Regions from separate parts of the Zea mays genome. Here regions 1 and 2 are each linked to region 3. Evidence: chromatin contacts called from public Hi-C data. All regions are on one chromosome and are shown on one strand. Each heading gives the region's core, a stretch centred on a gene start, on an enhancer-like site or on the middle of the called end of the contact. The rest is flanking DNA. Distances are from core to core; before and after follow the strand shown. Region 1 overlaps LOC100279320. Region 2 holds the start of LOC100280059. Region 3 holds the start of LOC103628951 (glycolipid transfer protein 2).

Region 1 (3,778 bases), core at 1,119-3,618, 150 kb after region 3:
TAGGAAAAGTTGCGGGTGAAGCACTGGACCTCACTGGGTTTTACTACAGCGGAAAGCCAAAAGTCCAGAAAAAAAGGTTAATTCAGCTTAGTCGAACTAGCACTGCAAGGTAAACATGCAATCTAGAAAGAATGCATAGCTTACAACAAATAGGACCATTGTATCCTACAGATTTTTATCCGAGAATTGAGATATCAAATACAAGGAGCAATTTCATATGGTTAATCATCTGTGAATACCACACTAGCAACTAGGGATACTACCAATACTAAATGTAGGCAATGCTTTCTTTCTGTGCAGGGATGGCTCCCTTGATATAAGGGCCAGTTCTGGAGATCTTTCAAGGCTCAGGGATGGCTCCCTTGATATAAGGGCCAGTTCTGGAGATCTTTCAAGGCTCTCTAGTAATGCTGAGGCACTTAGTTCTACAGGCTTTCAAGATATGAGAAATCAGGCTAACAAACAAGAGTTTCTTGGTGATACTCCCTGTTACCAAACTGGAGTGCTCCGTACAAATTGCATAGATTGCCTGGATCGCACAAATGTTGCTCAGTATGCATATGGCCTTGCTGCTTTGGGGAGGCAACTTCATGCAATGGGACTGACAGATGTTTTAAAAATCCACCCTGATAGCAGCATTGCTTCTGCTTTGATGGAAATGTACCAGAGCATGGGTGATGCACTTGCTCATCAGTATGGAGGATCTGCGGCACATAACACGGTCAGTAAATATTCTTTAGCACATATTAAATAAAGAGTAGCTGCCAGTCATTTGTAATGCCCATAGGATCCAAATTCCAGAAGTCATTTTCTTTTCGGTTTTGGGGTTTAGAACTTCAGATAAGAGAGCTATCTGCTATCGCCTCTTTGGCTGTTCCCTGGTTTCAGACATCCAGTACTGTCCAATGAACACAATTTCAGGTTTTCCCTGAGAGGCAAGGGAAATGGAAGGCTACTACTCAGTCTCGGGAGTTCCTGAAATCAATTAAACGGTATTACAGTAATGCCTACACTGATGGTGAGAAGCAGGATGCTATAAATCTGTAAGTCTATCGTGTTGCTTTTATCATAATAGATGTACTGTATTAAACATATAAGGTAGTGAGTGAACCAGCTCTTGAGTTGTCTAGTGCCATGGGTGCAATCAGATTTCTGGGGTACTAATTCTTAGTTTGGTGGTACTATCAGATTTCTGGGGTATTTTCAACCACAAGAAGGAAAACCAGCTCTTTGGGAGCTGGATACTGATTACTATCTTCATGTGACGACAGCTGGGGATGATCTTATGTCTGATAGCTACCACTTGAGGCAAGTTTTAGTGGTTCTTTGCTTCACTTGTTATGATACAATGATTTTCATACCCTTAACAAGATGGTAACTCACAGTTCTGCACCTGGAAATAATGTGTTCGTGGGGTCTGGAGCTGCATTGAACCCTGGGACCATATTGAGCCCTGTCCCAGCATGCAAAGAGGATTTCTCACGGAAGAAGCTTACTTCGTTCGACAAACTTATAGAAAGAACATGTAGTTCTATAAGGAATGTAAGGCTTCATTGTGACGCTGATCTAAAGCCAAGTGGAGGTGTTGGAACTTCTGGAATGGCACCAGATGCAGCGTACGCGGTTTACCCCCTCGTCACATATGGTTCTTGGTTGAATTTATTTTTTGTGATGTTGTTCTGACAGGATCCATTTATGGTTCAGTGAGATACAGCTTAAAAGCCCCAACTGGTTGTTTGGTCAAAGGAAGCATACGGAGACAATTTCAACCGCAAGAGTTGCCCCGGTTGAAAACGTGAACGAGGGGAACAGAGACGAGTCAAATGTGTCTCTTTGTGGGGAACTAATTTGGCTATCCTCCTCAGTTGAATCATGCGAGGAGGACATTTTCAGAAGGTGACTCCATAAAATTTGCTACTATAGCTCTTTAAAAAAAAATGGCTCCTTTGTAGATGATTTTAGAAATTCCGTTTTCTTTGCGATATGATGCAGGTACCTTGCATTCACGACAGCGGATGTAGAGAATGGCTGGTATGGCGGAACACTGCTATATGACCGAGATGAAAACAGCGGGGCTTACAGGCACTATTCTGAGCTCTGCCAGGTAAGCGCCTCCATGGCTGTCATCTTGGTTCTGAATACAGGAGTTTCATAAACTTATGTATGTGGTAATGCAGGGAGCTGTCATGGATCCCTTTGAGCATGACCCTGAGAAAGAGCGGCACTACGCGGAGGCCCTTAGCGTGGATCTCGGCGATGCACGGGTGGAGGCCGAAATGCAGGCCGCGCTGGATGACTACCAGGTCATAGGGTCGGACCTGAGCATCATCCCTTCGTGCGGAGCACTCGCAGAGGACCCGAGCCAGCTGACGAGGTGGATCATTGGAGATGAGAGGCTGCTTGTGGGTGCTGCTGCGCAGTAGACCGGTGGGGTTCTGTCTTCTACTCTTCTGTGGAAGGTTGTACAGAGCAACAGATTGCCATTCACCGACCCAGCCTTTGTGTTTTATAGATACTTCCCTGAAACAATTACTCCATGTATTTAGCAGCAGGTGTTTTATAGACACTTCCCTGAAACAATTACTCCAACACGTGCATGCAATTTATTGTTGTGCAGCAGGTGGTATTGCTGCTGGGATTAGCTTTGGCAATAATAGTTGATTGTTGTGCAGCAGGTGTTTGATTTCATTCATCTATAAATAACCAAAGCCAGCTGGGCGAGACGATCTTTCTCAGTCGATCGCACAGCAAGTGAAGGCTTTGTGTACTATACAACACATATGGAATCAACCATAACAATCAATCTGATACACACGGTAATTTACATCCCCCATCGATCCAACCACCCAAGCTAGCTAGTCCATCCCAAAAAGCCTTGAATTCAGTTGCATCCATCCATGTTTTGTATCTTACAGCAAGAACGAAGACGTGTACCACCAAAAGACTAAGGGCATGTACAGTGGTGTTTAATGTGGGGGCTCTTAAGGTGTTTTAGGGGGTTATTTGCAAAAAAATCTTAGAGCCGTCTCTCCGTGAAGAGACGCCTCTGGCTCGTAAACCAAGTAACAACAGACGCCTCACTTCCCACTGTACGAATTTGTCGTCTGTTCTATCGATCTGATGCTATACAAATACATTTAATTCTGTATTTATTAATAGACTACGTTTATAGACACTCCATTGTACAATATAGTCTCTTAGTTGTCTCCTGTGCTTGGAGAACCGTTTTGGTGTCTCTCCACTGTACATGCCCTAATACCAACTGAGGTCCAGGTCAGCTTGTGGCGATAGAAAAGGAGAACCGGAGAGTCCCAGGCCAATCCGCGTGCTTGTGTTGTCTCTTTGCCTAGTCAGGAACAGAAGTAATTCTTGGGTTGGGTGTGCTTGTGGTCATCACCTGTATCTATCTCTTGCCTGCTACAAACGGAGCATAAAGCCTGCCTGATGGTCATTATGTCAGGAGAGTTATCTCGCAATTTAGCCTGCTATTAGACCTGCATGCATGGTGAAGTGTTCGAGATCGTTAGTGATAGATAGAGTCTGCCTGTTTCAACAAGAATCACAACAATCTACCATTTCTATATGATCACCCTCATCTCAGTTCTCAACAAACATATGTATATATTGATGGAATAAGTCTTAAGCATCTAGAGGACAGCATTCACTTTTTGACTGTCCTTTGTACTCTCTTTAGCATCTAAAGGACATTAGTCGCTTTTTGACTGTCCTCTATAGTCTCTTTAGCATCTAGAGGACAACAGTCGCTTTTTAACTGTCC
Region 2 (4,082 bases), core at 454-2,953, 190 kb after region 3:
ACATAAGTTCACACTTTTAAAAACATCTTCCATAGACTCAATTAGTACAACAAGTGAAACAGGACATAAAACATGGAAGAAGAAAAAAACAGAGGCAAGAGGTCATAAGCAACATTCTCCCATGGTTTCCCTTCGCTATCAGTATTTAGAATAACTGTAGCTATCACCAAATATTATGAGTAAAGTGACAATGAAGAACAAAAAGTACTGAATAACGCAAAAAAATCGCTCCTCAAATGTGGAAAAGTAACGTAAGTCAATCCAATTAGCTAACAACGATAAACTTGACAGCATGTACAGGCACACTCAGTAAGTGGCATTGGTTACTTTAGCCAGATGATAAAATTCAACCTGACAAAATAGTAGGACAGAATAGAGGAAAATGTAAAAAGAACTAATGCAGATGTATGACCTAATGGTGTAATGTCTCAGAGATATAAACTAATGGTGAAGTTCCAATTTGTAGTCCCTAATCGAACAATGAACCATCTCACATATTTGATCAAAGGATAAAGGGCCAGGCAACCAGCAAAACCACAAGAAATACGTTACGAGCGCTGACTAGGTGCTCCCTCTTGCCCTTGGGGCGAGAGGAACATAGGTGGCATAAAACAATCAAGCAAAATGTTTTAGCCAGAATACAGCTACTCGAATCACTCAAGTCAAAAGACAATTATACTTATATGGCTACTGGTATGAAGGAAAGGAGCTGCAAAGTATCTGACTGATATTTTTTATATTTCAAAGGATGGCTAGTCGTGTGTGGTGCTTAATCAAGAAAAAAGGCGCCGGCTTCTTCATGATTTTCTGGCTGAACGGTCTGCAGAATATGCAACGCAATAAACAGGTAGCTCTGCATTGTAAGGTCGTATATGTAGTTCAGAGTGAGACACAATGGTTCTGTCTCCCAACGACCTGTATTTTATTTTTGAAACTAATGTTCAACCTCAAAAACATGAATTCATTCATTACTTAATTTATATATGCTACACAAGTGGGGACAGATGATGTGCAGCAAAGAAACATTGGACAGATGATGTGAGGTTCAGAGGCAACAGGTGCACCTACTGTTGTGTCCATGAACAAATAACATACTGTAGTAGATTTTAAGTGGCAAATTACTGAGAGCGGTAGGGGGAGCATAACGTGCATCACGAGTGAAACTAACAGTGAGCATTTCTCCCACTTAAATCGAATTTGGTAACGATAACGTACATATATACATAAAAATAGCACAGCCGGTGGTCACTTTGCCATGCCGAGGCTGTACGATTACTGATTAGAACAACAAGGCCTTGAAAACATATGGCGAGCGCTAGCTCCAGGAGCGACGATCGGCGCGGTTAATCGCGCGATCAGCCTCAACTGACTGATCCGCCGAATCAGGGGCACGCAGCGGACACGGTAGTGCATACCCCGGTAATTTTTGCATCAACAACAAAAGAAAAAAAATATATAAAGCAAATCAGTAGGCATAATACACGAGCGTACAGGCTCTTGATTAGATCAGATCCAGCTAGGGTTTAGGTGGCCGGTTCCGCTAACGCACGGCAGGGAGTGAAAGGGAAGAGACGGGGTGGGGCGGGCAAGCGTACATGTAGTGGGCGTGGGGGTGGTCGTCGCCGGCGAAGTCCTCGGCAGCGGCGGTCGACCGGCCGTCGCCACGAGGGACAGGGGTCCCCGATGAGACAGAGGAGGAAATGCAGGAAGGGAAGAGAATGCAGAAGCAATTTGGCACTAGTATAGTATAGGAGAGTATTTTTTTTTAGCAGAAAGAGGAGAGGTGAGGGGGGACGGGACGGGGGAGAAGGGGAGGCCAGGGTGGGCAGCACACCTTTGGCTTTGAGAAGTAAAGTTGCGGGCATAATACAAGGGAACAGTAGATCGCCGCTGCTCCTTCGATTCGAATCCCCACCCCGTTCCTTCCGCCGCAAGCGCAGCCGCTGCCGCCACCGCCGCGCGTGCTCCAGCCTCCGGCTCACCGCCGATGGGCTCCACGTGCCTGTAGTGCGGCGAGGGCGCGGTGGTGGCGGATCCGGACTCGGACGCGGTCGTTTGCACTTGCACCTCGTGCGTGCGGCGTCATCCAGGACGGCGGCGGCGCGGAGTTCGTCCACCAGTCAACTTCCAACGATGCAAAAAAAAAAAAAAAAAAAACAGCAAGAGGATATGTTCGTGAATGATGGGATATTGCTCATTTTGAGTGCAACTAGGCAATACCTAATATTCAATCAGATCTTATGTGTAAATATGCTTATAGCCGTTTGCTTCTCCTTGTAGTCTGGCTGCATGAGCCAGGACGGCGAGATCTTATGTGTAAATGTGCAAGCGAGTCTCTTATAGCCTGTTTGCTTCTCTCTGTAGTCTGGCTGCATGAGCCAGGACTGCGGGAATCTGGCTCCAGGGATACGACCAATTTGCTCGCGTCTATAGAGCCTGGTCTAGAGTGCTTTAAGTACCGTGCGAGTCTGGTTTCACTCTATACGTAGGTAACCAAACATACACCTCGCACGCGTAGAGCCTGGTTAACAACAACCAAACACCAGCTCATTACATCCCATCATGTAAGCACCAGCAAATACATGCAGCCAAACACATAGTTAAGGGTTGTTTGGTTCTATATCTATGGTGCCAAAACTTGCCACGCAATTTTACGCCACACTTGACTAATGTGACTAAGGTTAGGCGTTCAAATTCTACGCCACAATTTGCCATGTCTAAAAGAATCTTGCCATACTTTTACCAGTCATTGACGAGTAAGATCTATGTAGCAGGAAAAAAATGTTGCTACAACTATGGTTTCAAACCAAACACATGACCAATTTGATCAAATTTGGCTAAATTTAGATGTGACAAATCGTGGCAAGTTAGACAGTAAATTAAACAATCCTTAGTTTGTTAGATCATGATCTAATTTGTAGACATGACCGTGATTTACTAGAGAGTTTCCATAAATCTACACGAGGTAGTCAAATAGACTTTTGTGGATATTTGTATGCATACTTTTTGTAGAGCGTTGCTATACATGACTTTATTGATAGACTCAAATACAAGTAAGGCCGTCTAGTAGTCTATGATTTATTAGTTTAAAATAAGGACAACAACAACAACGGTAGATTAACGTTGTTCGTACACTCATACTCCATTCGTATGGATGAGTGGTACACGAAGGACTTCTCTTTTTTTAAGTTACATGAACTTTTCCTTCCAAGTAAAAAATCGGCAGAAACCATTGTCGCATCCACATCCCCGTCACTCCGTCAGTCCAAATCCATTGATGACAAAGCGGCCGAGTCGCACACTCCAATGAAGGGAAGCTTTGGTTGGTTGACTGCTCCATCCACCCACCCCCTACAGTTCAGTTCAGTTCAGTTGGTCTAGGCCATGGCCATGTCCGCTTCCTCCTCCTCGCGCGCCCTCCTCCGCCGGATCGGCGGCGCGCTCCTCCGCCGCTCCTTCTCCTCCTCATCCGCCGCCTCCGCAGGGTACCACGTCGCGGGCGGGCCCAGCTACATGCGCGGCGCCGTCTTCTGGGAGCCCGGCCGCCCGCTCACGCTCGAGGAGTTCCGCATGCCGCGGCCCAAGGCCGGCGAGCTCCTCATCAAGACCAAAGGTCCCGCCTTTCCCCCCTTCTTCTCGCACTACATTGCTGCTACGCTACGCTTCCAATTCTGAATTGCCACTCGACTCCAGCGATTGCTAGTGATAGAGGTTGCTTTGTTGGATAACCAAATGCAAAAGCTGCTCGATTTGGTGGTTGCGCGCCGCTGATGGTTCGCTAGAGTCCCAACCATGCGAGTGCGGCGCGGCAGATTGCAGTCTTGGGGGATTCGTTTCGATGAACTGATCTGATTCCTAGCATCTGTGTCTGACATTAACGTGGTGGTGTTCACCAACTTGGTGCAGCCTGCGGGGTCTGTCACTCCGATCTCCATGTCCTCAAAGGCGAGCTCCCTTTCTCCACGCCCTGTGTCGTGGGCCATGAGATCACTGGAGAGGTGGTTGACCATGGCACGCACACTCCTGTTGAGATCATCAACAGGTATGGCCGACGTGACAGATCTGTTGGGCTGTCAATTCGC
Region 3 (4,084 bases), core at 1,362-3,861:
CACCTTTTTTGATAATTTATGCAAAACCCAGTAGCAGAGCTGAAACTGTCCAGGATCTTCTTGTTTTCTTCTTATTAAAAAGCAGAGGTTGTGCCATTACGTTGGAAAAAAATCGAAGAAAGAAAACAAGCACTACACAATTTGACACTAGAAGAGGATTCTGTGCCTAGGTCGTGAGGGGTATACATGCACTAAAACCACTGCAGGGATACACTGAAGACAACTTTTTTTTTTTACACATTCGATATGTCACTAGAAATCTACAGACAAACCCCAAAATTACACCTTTCACTTTTACAGCCACAAGACAAGGTCAGGTCACGTATGCAGCTATGTACAGTCACCAGGTGATCGGCAAAATCCTCGTGTCCTAAGAGGATTTCATCTTGTCCAGGTTGTGCTTAGCCTGCAAATCATATAAAGATTGCATGAGCAAGAGATTCTTATCTTTAATCGCAGCTTCAACTAATCTCAGCAAACAGAGATGTGGAGTTCGAAGCCCTGACCGAAATCGCATCGATCTCCTGTAACAAGGGCTGGACGGCATAGGCCAGCATCCTGGCATCTTCTGCTAGATCCTCCAAGTCTTGACAGTTACCCATCAGCAGCGCTACGAAGAACTCTCTTTCCGGGATGAGCTTCAGTGCTACCTGACAACTATGCTCGACAGATTAGGTCAGTGAGCAAAAACCAAACCTACTAGTAATTAGTAGCACACTTAGCTCAGCAAGCATGACCACAAATGTAAACAACAAAGAAGTGTATCTGCAAACCAGAAAGTAATAGATGTGACTGTACTAGCTGAGGAATGCGGAATAAGTATCCAGGTGATATACCTTGTAAGCAGCTGACGAGATCCAGCCATGCCATGGCTTCAGAGTATTTGCGTAGGCTTCTTCCACGATCTCTTCCAGGCTCGACTCAGGAGTCTCCAGCAGCCTCTCCAGTAAGTACTTTGAGAATTTTATCGACCTAGACAGCCAGATGATAGCTCTGGTGCAGCTCTTGGTCTTCTTCGCTGTCCCTTGCTCCATTTCCTCGGTGACTATCGCCGTCAAGCACGCGTATTTGGAACAGTCCTTTTCATGCAGGTCTTGTAACCTCTGCGGGAAGGAGATCATAGAGGCAATTCTAGGTTAGTGATTCGAACAGATGCAAATGAATTGGTGGCAACTGACAACTGTATAGCAGCTTGGGAGTAAGTCTGTACAAAAAAAAGTGATGACAGGCATGCTAAGTGCAGAAGGGTGGGTTACCTGGACATTTTGCTGAATGTCCTGCCTCAGGACTAGCAGAGTTGGTCCAATCTCATCTTCATCCAACAGAGGGTAGAGTTTGTCAGTTTACTCTGATTTTTCAGAAAGAGAGAGATATATAGTGGAGAGAGTAGCACACGAAAAAGCAACAGCCAATGGAATATGTTGCTTTTTACAAAACTTTGTATCTTCTCAATGTACTGTTCTAGGAAATTTTACTAAAGACTTCCACTACAGAAAAAAAAGGTTTAATAACAAGCCCTATGATGTCTGAAAAAGAAATCATTTGGGAAGCGCTATGGCACTACATCACTGATCACTGCCTGTCAGGCTAAAAGAAATATATCAGCACATGTCCAATTTGGTGGCATCATGATCCATGACAGAAAAAGGTTAAATGCCTCTTGGCCACTTATTTAGTTGAGGTATCCATTCCCTCCAAGAATCCAACAGGGCACAAAGTGTGTGTGCAAATTGTCACATCCCATATATGACAACACGTTGAGGAATGCTAAACCTGACCCACAACACCTGCACACAGAACCTGCATACAGAAACAACCATTTTTTTCCCCTTTGCTCAATGCAAAGCAAGATTCAGAATAATAACATCACATCTACTGAAAAGTCCCCTCAGAAGAACATACTGTATATGAACAAAACAAGGTAAAACAATTGATGGTTATTGATCAGAACACTAGACCTGCTGAAAGTCTGAAACTACCTGACAATCGATCGAAATAACCCAGACTGAAAATGGTCGCTAGACCTCCTTATTACAAATCAAAGCCGGGCAACCGGATCTTTCAAAAAAATAATAACTGGACTGAAAATGGAGCTGTTTTTCAGTACAGAACTTGCATATGTATGACAGAGCATAATGAGTTACGAACCAAGGACATGGATGAGCTGCTTGGAGACATAGAGGAGGTCCATTGTGGATGACTTGTGCTGCTCCTGCACTTTCACCTGCTGAACCTGCACCTCCTCCTCCTCCTCCGCCCCATCTCTTGAACCGCACAAACGGAGCTCCTCCATGGCCAGTCTCAGCTCAGACTTGCCCTTCTCCATCTCCTTCCGTTTCCTCTCCATCTATCCTCCTACCACTACCTTTCCTTATCACCTGAACCACCCCGAGCCTCAGCTAATCCACTACTTATACACACGGAAGCAAGCTCATTTGCTGGCATTTCTTGGGACAAATGATGGGGTCAACTTCTAGTTTCTGTCCTTTTCTTCTTTTCTTTCCTTTTCTTTAAAAAATAAACAGCGGCGTCTTGTGTTGTTCATCGCATCCCTCTCTGTGTCAAGTCAGAACAGCCAACTGGGAATTATTGAGAGTAAAAAACGGGTGGTGCCTCCTGTCCTTACTCGGCCGGGAGAGATGATTTTAATTGCCAGATGCAGTTGGCCTGGATGGACTTGTTTATTCACATTCACACATTGCTGTGTGTACTTGTTATACTAATATAATCCCTTTTCTATATGCATGATTGTTGGTGAAAGCTTTCGCGGCAACCTACGCCCAAACTCCAACCAGTGAAAAATACAGATTGTTTTCTGAACCAAGAAAAAAAATATACAGATTCTTGAAGGTAAAGCCGTACGTTTATTCTTGGACTTCTCTACATAACTGGATTTTGTTTATTGCACTGACAGTGGGCTTAAACAAGTCTCATGATAAGTCCCGGCCCGTTGCTTGTTTTGTAATGATCCTTGTAGCAATCAGTTTAAATACAGATTCTTTCCTGCAGTTTAAATACAGCTCCAGCGGATAATGCTGCATGCATGTATGCTTGTTTTCTGGTGCAGCGATGCATAGCCATCGTACATTTTGTCTTGTCAATAATTGGCAACTTGGAACCAAACAACTGAAGCTGGGTATTGCTGGCCAGTTCTTTCTTCCAGAGCCTTGCGATTGCGATGTTGGCCCTTGTCTTTTCTAACACCCTTTCCTGCCCAAGCTAACCCACGGCCAGATCCATGCGTGCATCACAGGAAAAAAAAACGAAGTGTTCCTGATGTCAGGAGTTTATGTATGTAAAAAAATGTACCCTGATAGTTACATTTGACACTTGGAATTGGATCCATCAGGATTCAGTGGGCTAAGCTACTACTGCGACGGCTGACTGAACTATCTTGTTCGGCTGCCCGCAGCTGCAATCCATAGAAACAAAATATTGTAGAAGCCGCAACCGGGTTAAAGCCGTATCGCGAAGTCGGACAGATTCTTCCATCTCTCTTCTCATCTCTATGCTCAAATATTTGTATTTCTGTTGTGGTATAACAGAAAGGGGGTTTCCTTTTCTCTTAGCTGAACGACATCGTCATGACAGTATGTGAGACCACGACTTGTGAAAGATTAAAACCTTAGCTTACTACCAAAATATAAAATGTTAATTGAGGGAGTGTGCATGGCAAAGGAAATCCGCAGGTAAAGTACGTACGCAGGTGAACCCAACCCACAGAATCTGCTCCCCAGGGCAGATTGGCCACACATTGCCCGAAGCAAAGTCAAGCAACACTAGCTAGCTAGGACTGTAATTAATTAAATTGGGGAAAAAACTGTGGTTTTGCCATCTGTCATGGAGAGTGTGTGTGTATATATATATACCAGCAATGCATGAGAATTCGAAGAAGATTATCAATGAGACATACAGTAGTATATGCTCTCGCTGGGTGCCTCCCTGCACGGCACCTTCTCTGTGATTTGAAACCAGTGGCAGCCGACATCACAACAGCTCTAGAATAGTACAAGATGTGCATCACATCACATCACCTCATCAAGTTTACATGTGGCCTATGAGATGAGATGAGAGCTTGGCTGCG

The links. A called contact is a pair of places that touch in the nucleus more often than the background predicts.
Region 1: a Hi-C map of ear shows a contact between it and region 3, with 1.8 times the contacts expected there. The contact joins the enhancer-like site here to the promoter of LOC103628951 in region 3. A contact is called at or near these places in 3 of 25 Hi-C or Micro-C datasets (ear, leaf and leaf mesophyll).
Region 2: a Hi-C map of leaf shows a contact between it and region 3, with 6 times the contacts expected there. The contact joins the promoter of LOC100280059 here to the promoter of LOC103628951 in region 3. A contact is called at or near these places in 2 of 25 Hi-C or Micro-C datasets (ear and leaf).

Annotation. Positions count from the first base shown.
Region 1 is chr6:7,647,598-7,651,375 of Zm-B73-REFERENCE-NAM-5.0, forward strand. It overlaps LOC100279320, which reads left to right. Exons shown (of 16, transcript NM_001152341.1): 9 at 1-109; 10 at 301-721; 11 at 922-1,043; 12 at 1,189-1,308; 13 at 1,386-1,616; 14 at 1,705-1,896; 15 at 1,993-2,104; 16 at 2,178-2,670. The coding sequence ends at 2,423. Among protein-coding and RNA genes, the nearest start is that of LOC100279320, 6.3 kb to the left of the region's middle. Within about 2 kb of position 2,369, at least 10 of the 20 cell types and tissues checked have an H3K27ac peak or open chromatin away from gene starts, as enhancers often do. A contact at or near this core is called in ear, where this site is marked.
Region 2 is chr6:7,691,874-7,695,955 of Zm-B73-REFERENCE-NAM-5.0, forward strand. It overlaps LOC100280059, which reads right to left and starts at 1,704. Exons shown (of 5, transcript NM_001152999.1): 1 at 1,596-1,704. It overlaps LOC100282392, which reads left to right and starts at 3,329. Exons shown (of 8, transcript NM_001155303.2): 1 at 3,329-3,613; 2 at 3,907-4,042. The coding sequence starts at 3,385.
Region 3 is chr6:7,498,283-7,502,366 of Zm-B73-REFERENCE-NAM-5.0, forward strand. It overlaps LOC103628951 (glycolipid transfer protein 2), which reads right to left and starts at 2,612. Exons shown (of 5, transcript XM_008650138.3): 1 at 2,149-2,612; 2 at 1,257-1,312; 3 at 837-1,103; 4 at 507-650; 5 at 36-406. The coding sequence starts at 2,347. The coding sequence ends at 371.